Regions from separate parts of the Sus scrofa genome. Here region 2 is linked to region 1. A link is a contact called in public HiChIP or PLAC-seq data. All regions are on one chromosome and are shown on one strand. The core of a region is the stretch at or near the end of the contact, and the rest is flanking DNA. Distances in the headings are between cores, read along the strand shown. Region 1 overlaps FGGY (FGGY carbohydrate kinase domain-containing protein). Region 2 overlaps FGGY (FGGY carbohydrate kinase domain-containing protein).

Region 1 (7,715 bases), core at 2,450-4,949:
TCTATCCCAAGAGATTGGATAGAGCTCCCTGTGCTGTATAGTAGGACCTCATTGTTTATCCATTCTAAACATATAAAATGGAATACTACTCAGCCATAAAAAAGAACAAAATAATGCTATTTGCAGCAACATGGCTGTAACTAGAGATTCTTGTACTAAGTGAAGTGAATTAGAAAGAGAAAGACAAATACCATATAACATCACTTATATGTAGAATCTAAAATATGGCACAAATGAACCTATCTACAGAAGAGAAACAGACCACATTGCTTTTTGGATAAAATTCAGATTTCCTCAGATGGCCTAGATAGAACTTTAAGGTCATACTTGTGCAGACATCTTCGACCTCACCTCATATCTTGCTCACTGTGCTCGCCATTCTGGAAATGCAATAGCTATGGTGCTGCTGATTCAACGTGGCAAGTTTGCTCCCACCCAGGGCCTTCATGTCTGTTTCAGGAATGCTCTTCTGGATCTGAGACTGGCTTTTTCCTATGATTTAGGTCTTCTTCAAATATAATCTCAAACAGAATGCCTTCGGTCACTTTTGGCTGAAACAGCCTACCTCTCCCAAACCCATCTATCACGTGATCTCATTTTCTTGTCTTCATAAACCCTTCACAGCATTTAGCATGGCCTGAAATTATATTTTAATGTATCTTCATCCTCCTTTTCTGTTTACTTCTTCCTTTGGCCCTCATCTCAAATCATCCCTTGTGAACCTAAGCTCTGTGAAGCCAAGTTTCTTGTCTTTCTTATTCATCGGTGTATACCTTGCTTTTGGCAGGACATTAGCTAAAGGTTAGTTGAAAGTATACATTTAAATGTAAATGTCTATTTTGGTGAGGCACGGTGTATATCAGAATCATTTGATGTGCACAAACACTCTGTAATGTAGGTCTTATTATCTAAATTCATACTGAGGATATAGAGGCTCAGAGAGGTTAGAGTCCCTAAGTTAGTAAATGGCTTAGCTAGGATTTGAAACTTGCTTTAACTTATGAATAAGACCAGAGCCATTCCTGGAGGAGGTCACAGCCAACAGGCAGATCTCCAGCATTAGTTCATGACAATTTATCTGAATTTGATGACTTTAGGACCCTGTAAAACTCTAAAAGCTTACTTTCTCCACCATCAAAGACAAATTCAATTACAGTCATGATATTGTGCTTACAAAGGCAGAAAGATGGATTCATTCATGTATGGAAAGATTGTTCATATTAATTTTTGAAACAAAATTACTGCCAGCTGTATGACCCTGAGTAAGACCCTTCCCCTCCCTGGGACTCACTTTCCTTATCAGCAAAATAAAGAGGTTGGATTAAATTATTTCTAAAGTCTTTGCCAGCTCTGCAATCTGTTGGTTCCATGTACATGTCTCTTTTTGATTAACTCTCAGTTGACAAGTGAACCAGTAACTCCCAATGGTACATTTTATTAGGGGTTTTTTTTTTTTAAACAACTAGATCCACTCTAAGAGGGGATATGTCCACCGTGTTTCACCAGCAAGGCAGAGATTCAGTCCAACTCAGTCACAGCAAACATGGCACAGAGGAGAGGTTCCACGACAAGTAAGTCTACCTTCTACTGTGATATTTTGAGCTTCAGTCCAAAGACATGGCCTGACTCCTTAGGGGTTGGGCCTTAGTATGAATAGCTGAACAAGTATTCATTCTACTTACATGAGTTTGACTTGCCTCTTATCGGTTTCCTCAAAGCCAAAAGATCAAGATTCTTGCTAAAAGCATTAGATAGATTATAGACTTCAAAACTGCAAGCTATCACCCATCTAATAATCTATTATTGACTGGAAAAGAAATGGTCCTGCTGATGTTTCTGGTTGAGAACATAAATTACTACAGTGAGCTATAACATAAATAATAACACAACAACAATAATAGTGGCAGCTACCATTTATTGAGCACTTACTACAGCCCAGCACTGTGCTAAACACTTTAGCTACTTTATATCCCCAACTGAAAGGTAAGGAGACATTCAGTTTTGGAATTCTACTCTTAACCACTCACTGTGGAACAAAGGCTTTGACGGTATAGATACTGTGATTCAAAACCCAGCTCTGCCTTTTAACGTGCTGAGTCTCAATGAAAAAGAAAAAGGGGAATATGAATACCAATTTTGTAGATCTGTTGTTATGGAATGAATGATTAAAAGTACAGTTGTGGTTATTATTATCACCACTACTACTATTTACCCATCAAATGAAACAAACCTTATTTTCCCAGAAACATTATTAAAAGTTAGAATTAATATATATCACTTGGGTGTATGTTTCAGGTTGGTGGAGTGGGTAGGCTGGGGAAGGTGGTGGGCGTTACTATTCGAATGGCTCCTCATTATCATTTCCTGATGATTACTCCTCCATCTGCAAGCAATAGCCCTGCTGCTCTGAGGTTGATACCACCCAATGATACAGATACAATCATCCCTCTCTCCTCTGCAGCTCACTGCTGTCATCATCAGCTTCTTGCTGATGGTAAATGAGGCTAAGGCTTAGATCTCAGTCTCCATATCCATCTGGAGGTTTGTCATCATCATGTAAGGCTTCAGCATCTGTTTATAAGATCCATTCAACACTTGAGGTGTGTGGTTTCAAAGTGGTTACAGCATTCCAATAGCCACCTTCTGACCTCAACTGCCCATTAATCCAGTTCTCCACTTTGCCCCATGATTCCCACCAAATGTCCTCTTCACCTGCTGGTAATTTCCAGAATCTCAATGACGTCCTTTTCTTCTAATCGATATATTTCTTCTGACTCTAATTTCTTCTTTATATAGAAGAAGGGCCCCATCTATTAAACCAAACACATTGATGAACAGGAATCACCTCTACTACTCCTTTAGTTGCCAAAGTCAATCGGTCGCTCTAATCCACAAAGTTCTTTAGCCAGGATATGCTTCATTTATGACTGCAAGGGAGGAACTTTGTTTAGGATGGAGTGAGCCAATGGGAGATTGCAACTCTAGAAAATGCAACATCCTAAAAGCTCTCAGGAAAGGTACACTTCCTGCTTCAAAGTTAATTTTGTATTGGGTAGATTCCTTGGCCAACAGATCAGGAACCATAATCGGCAGCAAAGAATCAAAATATGACAGCATTAACATAGTAGACAACGACTGTGCTGCAAGGGATACTGGGTGGTCACTAGGGTCAATTTATGTTTAGGCTGGTAAGTAACCAAATTATCTAAGACACAGGCTATCTATCCATCTATCTCTCCCTCCACACGCCTTAAAGCTCTATGTTTAGGATCTCCAAAACATATTAGAAATGGGGCAGAACATTGTAAACCAAGTATAATGGAAAAAATAAAAAATCATTAAAAAAAAAAGAAGTTGGAGGAGTTCCTGTTGTGGCACAGTGGAAATGAATCTGACTAGTAACCATGAGGTTGAGGGTTTGACCCCTGGCCTTGTTCAGTGGGTTAAGGATCCGGCATTGCGGTGAGCTGTGGTGTAGGTTGCAGATGTGGCTCAGATCCCGAGCTGCTGTGGCTGTGGCATAGGCCAGCAGCTGTAGCTCTGATTCGACCCCTAGCCTGGGAACTTCCATATGCCATGGGTGCAGCCCTAAAAAAAGCAAAGAAAAAAAGAAGTGGGGCATAGACACCCTGGTCTAGCCTTTGGGGCCGGCCTTAAACTGGTTGATGGTACAAGGGCCTCTGGCTAAGCCATAATGCATTTCAAATCAACTTTAGAGGAAGAAGGCAAGCAGAGTGGTTCAGTCTAAAACCAGGACTTGGAGAGACCAAGGGTGGCACCAAAGCACCCAAAAGACAAGAAGGGCTGGAAGGAAACTGGGAAGGAGAGAGGGAACCTGAAATAAAGCCTTGTCTAAATTTCTTGTCTGGCCTCTTATCAATTTCTATTAAAGAAGGCCAAGAACTCTGACAGGAAACAGAATGAAGGAATCATTCAACTCTGAATACCAGCTGATGGCTCTGGTCAATGAGGGGAGGAAAGATGGACAATGAGCAGAATGGGGGGCTGGAGGGAATAGACGTAGGAGCCCGTACTTGGAAATGTGGACTTTATTTTTGGGTTGGACTTCCAGGCCTTTTACTTAAAACAAACAAAGAAAACAACAACTATGTCAGCTGTGTTTATAAACACAAGCTTGCTCTGGCTTTCACAAGACATTGGGAATTCAGTCTGCTTCCCTTTGGTTACTAAATTATTGACAAGTACATGCTGTACTGGAAAGAGAAGGGATCTGGAAATCAAGAGGCTCTGGTCCTCTATTCGTCTTCATCTGGGCTCTATAGTTTTGAATGAGTTGCCTCCTTTCTTTGGATCCTAGTTTTCCTGTCTCCAAAATGGGAACTTTGAGCCAGATACTATTTTATTGTTCAGCAAGTAGTTATTGAGTACCTGTCATTGCCAGGTATTGTCCTAGGCACTGGGGATACATCCGTGTTATCAGGTAGCTCTGATCCTTGACCTCATGGAGTTTAGGGTCTAGTAGAAAAACACAGGTGCAATAGAGAGGGTCAGAGAAGACAATACTAGATTGGGGGCTTAACGAAATATCTGAAGGTTCAAAAGGTGTTGGAGAAACAGGTAAATCAAGTTGGTGAAGACGGTCCCAGGCTGAAGGAAGTACGTATTTGCAGGCCCCAAATCAAGATAATATGGTGCATTCATAGAACTAAAACAAGTCCAAGATGGCTGGAGTAGAAAGAGTGAAGAGAAAAAGTGCTAAGAGATAAAGCTACGAACGAAGGCAGGAATCAGATTTTGGGTGGCCTTTGAAAATCATGTTAAAGGTTTCTGACATTATGCCAAAGTCAAGGGGAAGCTATTGGAGAATTTTAAGCCAGAGCTGCCCTATTCAAATTTGTAAGAGATCACTTTGAGTAATGTGTAGGGAATGGATTAGAGAGGAGTAAACGTGGAGGCAGGGAAACCATTCAAGAGGTCCCTGGAGCAGTCTGGGTGAGAATGCTGGCATCCTGGACCATGGCAGTGACTGTGGAATTAAAGCAAAGTGGAAGAATTCAAGAAATATGAGATGTCGTTTAGAAAGAGACCTGGAGAGACTGAGGCGGGAGGACAAGAGAAGATAGGTCAGAACGTCCTTGAAGTTCTGGCAGGAGTGACTAAGCAGATGTGGGGTCATTTACCAATAATGCCATGGCCTAAGCTAGTACTTGTTACTTTCATAGGCAAAGGTGGACATGATGAGTTCAGATCTGCACATGTTTAAATTGAGATGCCTGTGGGCCCTTCAAGTGGAGATGCTATGAAGACAGCTGTAGAGCTGCTGACATATAGATAGAACATGAGTCCTTAGAAGTGGATGGGATGGAAAAAAAAAAAAAAAGAAATGGATGAGAGGGACAAAATCTCATAGAAGACCAACATAAAAGGCGGGGTAGAGGAGAGAGGGGAGCTGGCAAAGGAATCTGGAAAGCAGAATAGTGAGAGGAAGATCAGGAAAGTATGTTGTCAATGGAAAAGTGTTTCAATGAAGGGAGTGATCCAAGTTGCAAAATGCTGCTAAGGGTAAAGCAGGGTAAGGCTTGGACACGGCCTAGGTTAGCATCAGTGACCTCGACTAGCACTAGTGTGGTGGATTTGTGGAAGTGTAAGGCAGGTCATCCTCGGTTAAGGAGGAGGTGGCTGCTGAGAAGATGACAGGATAGCCACCTTTAAAATTTTTTGACTGTGAGAGGCAATAACGGGAAGGTGACAGATCGAAGAAGGGATTGTACTTATAAGAGTTTGTGGTAGCATTTTCCAACAGAAATAATATGAGTTACATAAGTAACTTGAAATTTCCTAGTAGCCACTTAAAACAGTGAAAAGAAACTGATGAACTTAATTTTATTATTTTTTATTTAATTATTATACCCCAAATATAATTTCAACCAGTAATACAAACATTATTAATTAGATATTCCATGTTCTTGTACTCATACTGTCTTTGAAATTTGGGGTATCTTTTATACCTTTCAGTCTGGACGAGCCACACTTCAAGGGCTCAGTAACTACCTCTGATGAGTGACTACAGTATTGGACAGGACACACCCAGAGCAAGTTTAAATGCTGCTGAGAAGGCGTTAGCAGGGAAGGAGAGGTGAAATAGGCAGGGAAGGGACTGAATGGACTGTCAGGGAGGTGAAGAAACTTCTGCCCCTTCTATAGGTGGGGCATCTCTTCCACTATAACAGATGTAAAGGAGAAAAAGGTCTGGATGTAAGCCGTAGTGTATTGATAGATACCCAATAATTGGCTCCACCAAAACAAAACAAAAAAGGACCAATTCCTGTGGTGTAAAGACTTCCACACTGGCTAATTCCAAGCCACTAATGTAATGTCACTGAATGTGGAGCTGGGTAGAGATGCCCATAGTTGGCTCCTGGGAGTGGGTATGAACCAGTCCAGCACAGCGCTGGATAAGAGAAACATAGGAGGTTTGATGGCAGGTGAATTTCTAACAGAGCATAATTTCTTTTTGAGGTAGTTGGTGGTTGAGAGGTCCTATGTCTGAATGTGAGAGGAAAGGTAGGGCTGGGAATTGGGGAGGTTTGATATCATAATTGCAGAAAATGGGAAACTGAGCTGACGTATTCGGCAGGTTCCTACCAGGAAAGAGATGGACACTTCTATTGGAAAAATGAAATAATGCTTAATAAAAGGTTTCTTCAAAGGAAGGTTTAGGAAGAGAAATACGTACCCCAGGTACAGCCCTATGGAGAACAGTATGGATGTTCCTTAAAAAACAGTACAACCACCATGTGATCCAGCAATCCCACTCCTGGGCCTGTATCCAGAGAAAACTATAATTCAAAAGTTTAAACTTTTGAAACTGCAAATTCATTGCAGCAATATTTACAATAGCCAAGACATGGAAGCAACATAAATGTTCACTGACAGAGGAATGGATAAAAAAGATGTGGTAAGTATATGCAATGGAATATTACTCACCTATAAAAAAGAATGAAATGATGCCATTTGCAGCAGCATGGATAGACCTAGAAATTATCATGCTAACTGAAGTTAATCAGACAGGGAAAATATCAGACAAATATCAGAAATCTGATGTCAGAAATATCAGACGAATATTAGAAAAAAATCAGACACAAGTATCAGAAAAATAGCAGAAAATATCCAAAAAAAGACAGAAAAATATATGAAATTGCTTATATGTAGAATATTAAAAATGTGATACAAGTGAACTTATATATAAAACAGAAATAGATTCACAGACACAGAAAATAAACTTACAGTTAACAAAGGGGAAAGATAGAGAGGGATAAATTAGGAGTTTTGAATTAACATACACACATCGCCATATATAAAATAGATAACCAATAAAGACTTATTGTATAGACTAGAGAACTATACTCGATATTTTATAATAACCTATAAGGGAAAAGAAAAAAATATATATATACACACATATATATATCTGAATCACTTTGCTATACACCTGAAACTAACACTGCATTGTAAATCAACTATATTTCAGTAAAAAATAAATTAGAAAATAAAGCCATGAAAAAAAGAAATAAGTAGCCCACGACTAGCAAGAGTGAGGAACCGTTACTACCTCCTGGGCTGAAGGAGCAAGGGGAGGGAGTGGTTCCCTTCATCCAGTGAAAAAGTTGTAGGGAGAGGACCTTGTGCAGGAACTGTGGTCTATGCTATAGATACATGGATCAGCAAAACTGTGGCAATTGAGCAAGGAGAGA
Region 2 (6,589 bases), core at 2,894-5,393, 370 kb after region 1:
AGATGTTTCAAGTATGCAAAATCGCATGCAGATGTACAAACAGTACGTCCAGTCAAAGTGAGTTAAGAAAGCAATATATATACATATACCTGAGAATGGATGAACACAAATAAAATCCAACTTGTAATTAACATACCGTGCTGGGACACCTGTTGCCTTCCACGATAAGAAGTCTGGGAGATCAAAGAAATGTCCCGCCTTATCCCAGCAAGTCTCTCTCAAGTTCTGCCAAATTAAATATATATTAGAATCAATTACGGGCTATTTTTTTTCCTCTCCCTCTCCTCTTTCAATAATGCTTCAAATTTTTCAAAACAAAAGCACAGCCAACAATGCCCAATAAAACATCTGTTCAGGGACTGGGAAGAGGGGATGATATAAAAGCAGTATTATACTAAAAGGAAAAATTGGCCATTATTGATCCTTCCAAAAACAGTGATAATTTCCCTTTTATTCCTCTCTGCCAACCTGGAGCTGGAGGAAGCACACTCAGCGAGGGATGTAATCCATCTTTCCACTGAAGGGCAAGAGGATATGCTTCAAGACATATAAGATTTCGAAGTTGAACAGCTGTGAACTGGGGGAGAAAAACCACACTGAGAAATTACCTGATAAAATGCAATGTGTCCTGCCATGAAAAAGTCTCTGTGTGCCAACTGGTTCCAAAGGCAAGGGGAATGCCAGTCCCTGCCCACAAAGAACTTCTATTCTAAGCCGGAGAGAATGGTAGGGAATCAAGCTATGCTTATACATGTTTTGAAACATTTGTTTCTTCCACTTTCTTCCACCCAGCCAATGGTGTCAGATTTTTTTTTTTTTTTTCTTGTCACTGGGCTTTTTCTTTCCTCTACCACCTCTGTCTGGAACACTCTTCTTCACCCACTATTCTGTTCCTTCCCAGGGTCCACACTGCCCTGCCCCCTTTGGTAAACTTGATCTTCCCTTCCCTGGGAAGATCTTCCAGGGTCTCCTACTCAGGTGAGGTCTGGCTATTATACAATCCATATCACTCCGCAAGTATCTGCCTCATGTCTTTCTCTCCTGCTAGACTGTAAGCTCTATGAGGTCAAGGACTTTGTCAGTTTCATGCACCACGATATTCCATGACTATCTCCCATCCTCCCCCACTCAGGACTGTACCCCTAGCTGTGGGGTAGAAATGGCACGACTCCAGTCCCCTTACACACTTAACTGGACGAGGAGTGAACATCTGCCCTAATTGAGCCACTCAGATTCCTTCTCCCAGGAATTTAGAATCAGGATCCAAATGGAGTCATTTAACTTCAGCCTATGAGTGGACTTAGGGTGACAAAAACTTGGAAACTGTGAAGTGACCATTTTTTGCCAGAGACCTGGTGAAGCAGAACTTCATAAAGAGAAGAGGAATGCAGACAGATGCCTTCTCCAGGCAACTCTCCATGTCCTGATTTCTTTTTGTTTTGTTTTGTTTTGTTTTGGGGCCACACCCACGGCATATGCAAGTTCCCAGGCTAGGGATCAAATCCGAGCTACAGCTGCCGGCTGTGCCACAGCCACAGAAATGCCAGATCCAAGCCTCATCTATAACATACACCACAGCTCACGGCAACACCAGATCCTTAACCCACTAAGCAAGGCCAGGGATCAAACCAGTATCCCCATGGATACTAGTCAGGTTTATTACTGCTGAGCTACAAGGGGAACTCCTCCATGACCCGATTTCAATTATGCCCTCCCCAAGAGGCTGGAACAACAAGGAATGTATCATAAGAACAAGGGTAACTTTGGGAACCTAAAGGCAACAAGGCAGAAGTTTCAAAAGAGACATAGTTCAGTATCTGCTAGTGGGTGGCACATAGCAGGCACTCAATAAATATGTGTTGGACAACTGGACAAACTGCTCAGTTTTACCTTCCAACCTCCCCCGTATGAGGGGTGCTTCAGAGGTGACAAAGGGTTTCCACATGTCTTACCTCCTTAGAACAATACAAAAGTTATTACATCAATTTTACAGATGTACTACTGGCCTTTATCTACATTTGCCCTCCAGTTCTATGAGTTCTTCCTATTTTCCCCTTTCCTATCACTGCTATCTGAACACAGACACCTACGTACATCAAAGAAGCTGAGTATTAACCCAGAAGCAGGGTCCCATTGAAACAAGAGTAACATCAAAAGGGGTTAGACGGAAAAGACAGTGTTAAGCCCATTCTCTGTCACTGTTGTTATTTGTTTTAAATTCCTAAGCATTTGGGTGAGACCTTACATCTAGAAAGGGCTAAACTTTCCTTTGAACACTTGTACATCTTAAGGTTGGACAAAGCAGCACTTAACGTTGACTACAGATGCCTGACACAGCTCTGAACTAGCAGTATCTCCATACACAAATAGGTCCCAATCAGCAAATGGCAGCCTTTGAAACTATGAGTCAAACAACTAGTATGTCTTCTGGGTAGTCCCCCAAATCGCTTTCCATGTGCTTTGTGGTTTCGGTGATCAGTTCTCAGGGAGAAAAGCCTCATTCTAAAGACTCCAGAAATCCAAGGCCAATGAGAAATAAACCACGAAACCAATGCAGCAACAACCAGTGCCTCCAGCCAAGGCCAAGCTGTCCTCCTCAACTCCGAAAACAACTGCTTCTGTTAGATCTTGTGTACGGCCACTAAAGACCCTGCAGAATGAGAGCTTTCAGCCTGGAGCCTTGCGGACAGCCGCTGCCGCGGACAATGGAACCCGGGCAGAATATCTCGAAGAGAACTGCAGGCCTCCTGCCAGAAAGAGACACGCTGGGGGCAGGAGGTGCAAGGCAGCCAGGCAGCGTCATCTTTTCTTGAGACAACGCTGGCTTCACTGAGCCGAGGCGCGACCTCCCCACAGGATGAGAAACTTGCGAGGAGTGTTTCCCTAAAAGGATGCACAGGGTCTCTGGGGAGAAGACAGCAGCAGTGTGTACCCTCTGCCTTCCCCACAAAAGCAAAGTCTGAAGCTTGGCCAGCAGAGGGAAGTGGGGGAAGAGTCTGCCTGGACGAGTGGGACTTTTTCCAGGAGCCTGACCCCTTACTTGGAGATGCTGACACTACCTACGAGGTTCCCATGCTGTTCTGAAGTTGAGCTCCATGATTCACAAGTGCTTAGTCATCACATGCTAGATTGGCAAAGGGCCTATGAGCCCCCGTGGATGGATTTTTAATCCAGGGCCATGGGAAAATCTCTCCATCTCTCCCTCGCCCCAGAGAGGACAACCACAGCCAAGGGTCTCGATGTTACTGAATTAATCTACCCTTGGAACCACTGGGCTTGCATCAGACACGGTGATTCTCTTCGTAGGTCCTTCCACAGCTTACAAGAGTGCCCCCGCACACCTCCTCTCCTTGGATTCTCAGGGCGGCGGTGGGGGACAGGTGCCTACAAAGGATGTAGAAACTTAGGTTTGAACGACAAGGTCATAGCCCAGGGCTTCCTGCTCTAAGGTGACAGTTCCTTTGCCCAGGCCACAGTCACCACCCGAAGGCTCCCAGATCTAGCAGAGCTGTGGGTTTTGGCCTTTTGGAAGCATCGTGATGGAAGCTTTTACCATTCTTTACAGAGAGAAAAACAAAAAACCAAAACAAAACAAAGAAAAGCCCTCCCCAACATATTTTTAATTTTTTTTTTCCTAATATTAGAGCTCTCACTTTCAATCCGGGGCAACTCACTTAAATTCTAAGACCTTGATAACAACCTCCGGGCACAAATGGTGCACAGGTTACAGGAAACACAGAGCATGTCCCCAGCGCATGCCAATGTCAGGCACACCTCACTGTGTAAGCACTGAATCGGATTCAAATGAGGAGCAGAGCTCTCTGTGCTGAAGGAGCAAAGTCTATGTCCCAGTTACCAAGCAACTAACAAAAACTAGTCTTTTCAAGAAAGAAGAAAGAAAAAAAAAAAGAGAGAGGGAGAGAAATCAGCAGTGATTGGGGTGTGTGACTTGGCAATAGAGGCTCCCGCATTCCAATAACAATCCTTTGAGCTAAGCGATCCCTCAGGCTTGAAAGCAACCAAAGAGAACAACTCTTTTTTTATAAAATCATCTATTACTTCATAAAACCACAGCCTTTCTTGGGAGGTGGCTACCACTCAAAACACACACAGCTGCAGGGCTCAGCAGAGGGCGGAGATGGAGTAATAGATCCAAGATTCAGGGCCAGGCAGCAGCCAGCCCACCAGGCTGGGGCACAGAGCTGGAACCCTCTTCCATGCCTTCTCACTGTCCTGTCCAGGGAGGGGGTGAGGTCTCCGCTGGCTTCCAGATCCCAAGGGAACCTGGAGGGGGGTGTTGGGGTGAGGAGTGGAAGATGAAGCAGACACTGCAAAGTATGTTGGGAGACGCCAGGCTCTAGGAACAGCATGAGAAAGAAGGGGCTGGCCAATTAAAAAAGGCTCATCTAAGTGTTTTGCTATGACTTGCAAAGGGAAGCTATTGGGCTCCCTGCTGTGTGCAGTGAATGAAACTCTCCTCCCACTAAGTGATCCTGCCAGAACATCCCAAATACTCACGATGTTGTTTTCCAGCACAACTACCCAACAAAAAGCAAAACTTGATCCTCACGCCACCCAGGACTGTGAATCAGGGCACAGGCTGATAACCCGGAGAGGAAAGATGTTTCAGGAAGAAACTCAATCCTTAAGCTCACTCTTTGGGGAAAAGAAAAAAAAAAATGCTGAAAAACATGTTCATAATCCCCAACCCGAAAATTCCCAGAATGAATGAAACAATTGTGTTTCAAACTCTCATACACAGAGAAAGAGACCAAACGCTGGAGATACTTCAGTCAGACAGATATGCTGAGAGCTTTGTGCTACCAGAGGCATCGCACAAAGGTGACATCTCTTTGCTTAAAGTGGTCCTGCAGTTCTTCGTGGCCCAGAATCACATTTTATCTGCTTGACATGGCTCACAGGACACTTGACAACCTAGCTCCAACTTGGCCACGACTTTTATGAATTCTTCTGGGCTCACTGCCCCCTCTCTTAGCCACTCCCCACCCTGATCTCACCTCATTTCATTCCCTTCCCCAAACACACTGTACTTCTTCATATTTTCCTGCCCCTGTTGAGGTCTCTACTGAGACTGTTTTCCCATCTTCTCTCATGATCAAACATCTACCTTTGATTCAAATGCAGCTCAAATGTCACCCTTACCCCCCATCTCTTGCTGTGTCCTAGCTATATATTCACACACTTAAATCCATCTCAAAAAGACAAATTCCTGTAGGGCAAAAGCCAGCTAACGCGTGGGGAAAAAAAAAAAGTTTCAGGAGGTACAAAGAAATTTAAAGTCAGACACTTCTATGATGAAATTACAACAACGCTGGAGAAAGACGTGTGCAAAGGAAACGGTAATTAATAAGATGATGTATGACAATAATGTAATGAGCCTGATAGCAAGGTTTGGTGAGTCAGCCTCATAACTTTATCATAATATTTTGTGTGTGTGGCCATATATCTGCCTCTAATGAGTAATCACAGAGTTCAGAAGAGGAAGGGGCTTTGAGGCCAGGGTGACTAAAAAAGACTTCATGGGGGGAGAGATTTGAGCTGAAGTCTAAAGGTCCAGCAGAATAAATGCTTATGCTACTGCTGAGAACAACTTCCAAGAAACACAACTCTGAAATGCTAAGGTAGATCACCCCCCTGAGAGGAGGACTGAACTTCACAGAATTTATTTGCAAAAAGAAATAATTCCATTTTGTGTGTGTGTGTGTGTGTGTGTGTGTGTGTGTGTTTCCCCATTTCTGGCTGCCCCGTGGCATATGGAGCTCCCGGGCCGTGGATCAGATCCAAGCCACAGTCACAACCTAAGCAGCAGATGTGGCAATGCTGGATCCTTAACCCACTGTGCTGGACTGGGGATCAAACCCGAATCTCAGCGTTCCGAAGACGCCGCTGATCTCCGTGCAACACAGTGGGAGCTCCCCACTGTACATTAAATTATTTAATTTTCAAGAACTGGATACATATGTGCATCTTCCTCCCTCCAGCTCCCCTAAAGCCCTACCGTTGTACAGAAAGGTCAATTTATAATCCACACTGCAGCTGATTTCCCAACCGTAAAAATGTTATCATTTGTATGAAAACTGATCCTATTCTCCAAAGCAGGCTTTGTCCAGGAATGTGATACCATGACATGCATTAGGAAAACAAGGCTTTGGTATGTGGGCTCTAAGAACTCTGGAGTCAGGCAGACCTGAGTCTGATTATTGTCCTCATCAATTCCCAGCTGTGTAGCTTTAGGCAAGTTAATTTCTCTAAGCCCCTGTTTCCTCAAATGCCACGTTACTAGCATCAACCTCAAAGGATGTTGTGAGGGTTAAATGAAATAAGGTGGAGTGTCTGATAAGTCAACGCGGCTCACTCTAATTATTGCTGCAGAGCTTCATGTGTTTCAAAGTGCTCTGACATGCATGATCTCATCTGATCTGTATAATTCTTCAAGGCGAGGAAGGCAAGAAGTTATAAACCTCACCTTGCAGATGAAGAAACTAAAACCCATAAAGGGATAACAACTGTTCCAAGGATACTCATCAAATAAATGGAAAGACAGACTAACATGTAGATTTCTTATGCC

What was found. HiChIP or PLAC-seq counts read pairs in DNA pulled down with a chosen protein or histone mark.
Region 2: a contact with region 1 is called in an H3K27ac HiChIP or PLAC-seq map of alveolar macrophages. The contact joins two enhancer-like sites. A contact is called at or near these places in 2 of 47 Hi-C or Micro-C datasets (embryonic fibroblasts and fibroblasts) and 1 of 2 datasets of contacts at active chromatin or transcription factors (alveolar macrophages).

Annotation. Positions count from the first base shown.
Region 1 is chr6:152,773,677-152,781,391 of Sscrofa11.1, forward strand. All of the region lies in intron 14 of FGGY (FGGY carbohydrate kinase domain-containing protein), which reads right to left. Among named protein-coding and RNA genes, the nearest start is that of HOOK1, 68 kb to the left of the region's middle. Within about 2 kb of position 3,700, at least 1 of the 83 cell types and tissues checked has an H3K27ac peak or open chromatin away from gene starts, as enhancers often do. A contact at or near this core is called in alveolar macrophages, where this site is marked.
Region 2 is chr6:153,141,483-153,148,071 of Sscrofa11.1, forward strand. FGGY (FGGY carbohydrate kinase domain-containing protein) reads right to left here. Exons shown (of 16, transcript XM_021097811.1): 5 at 137-225. Among named protein-coding and RNA genes, the nearest start is that of FGGY, 68 kb to the right of the region's middle. Within about 2 kb of position 4,144, at least 31 of the 83 cell types and tissues checked have an H3K27ac peak or open chromatin away from gene starts, as enhancers often do. A contact at or near this core is called in alveolar macrophages, where this site is marked.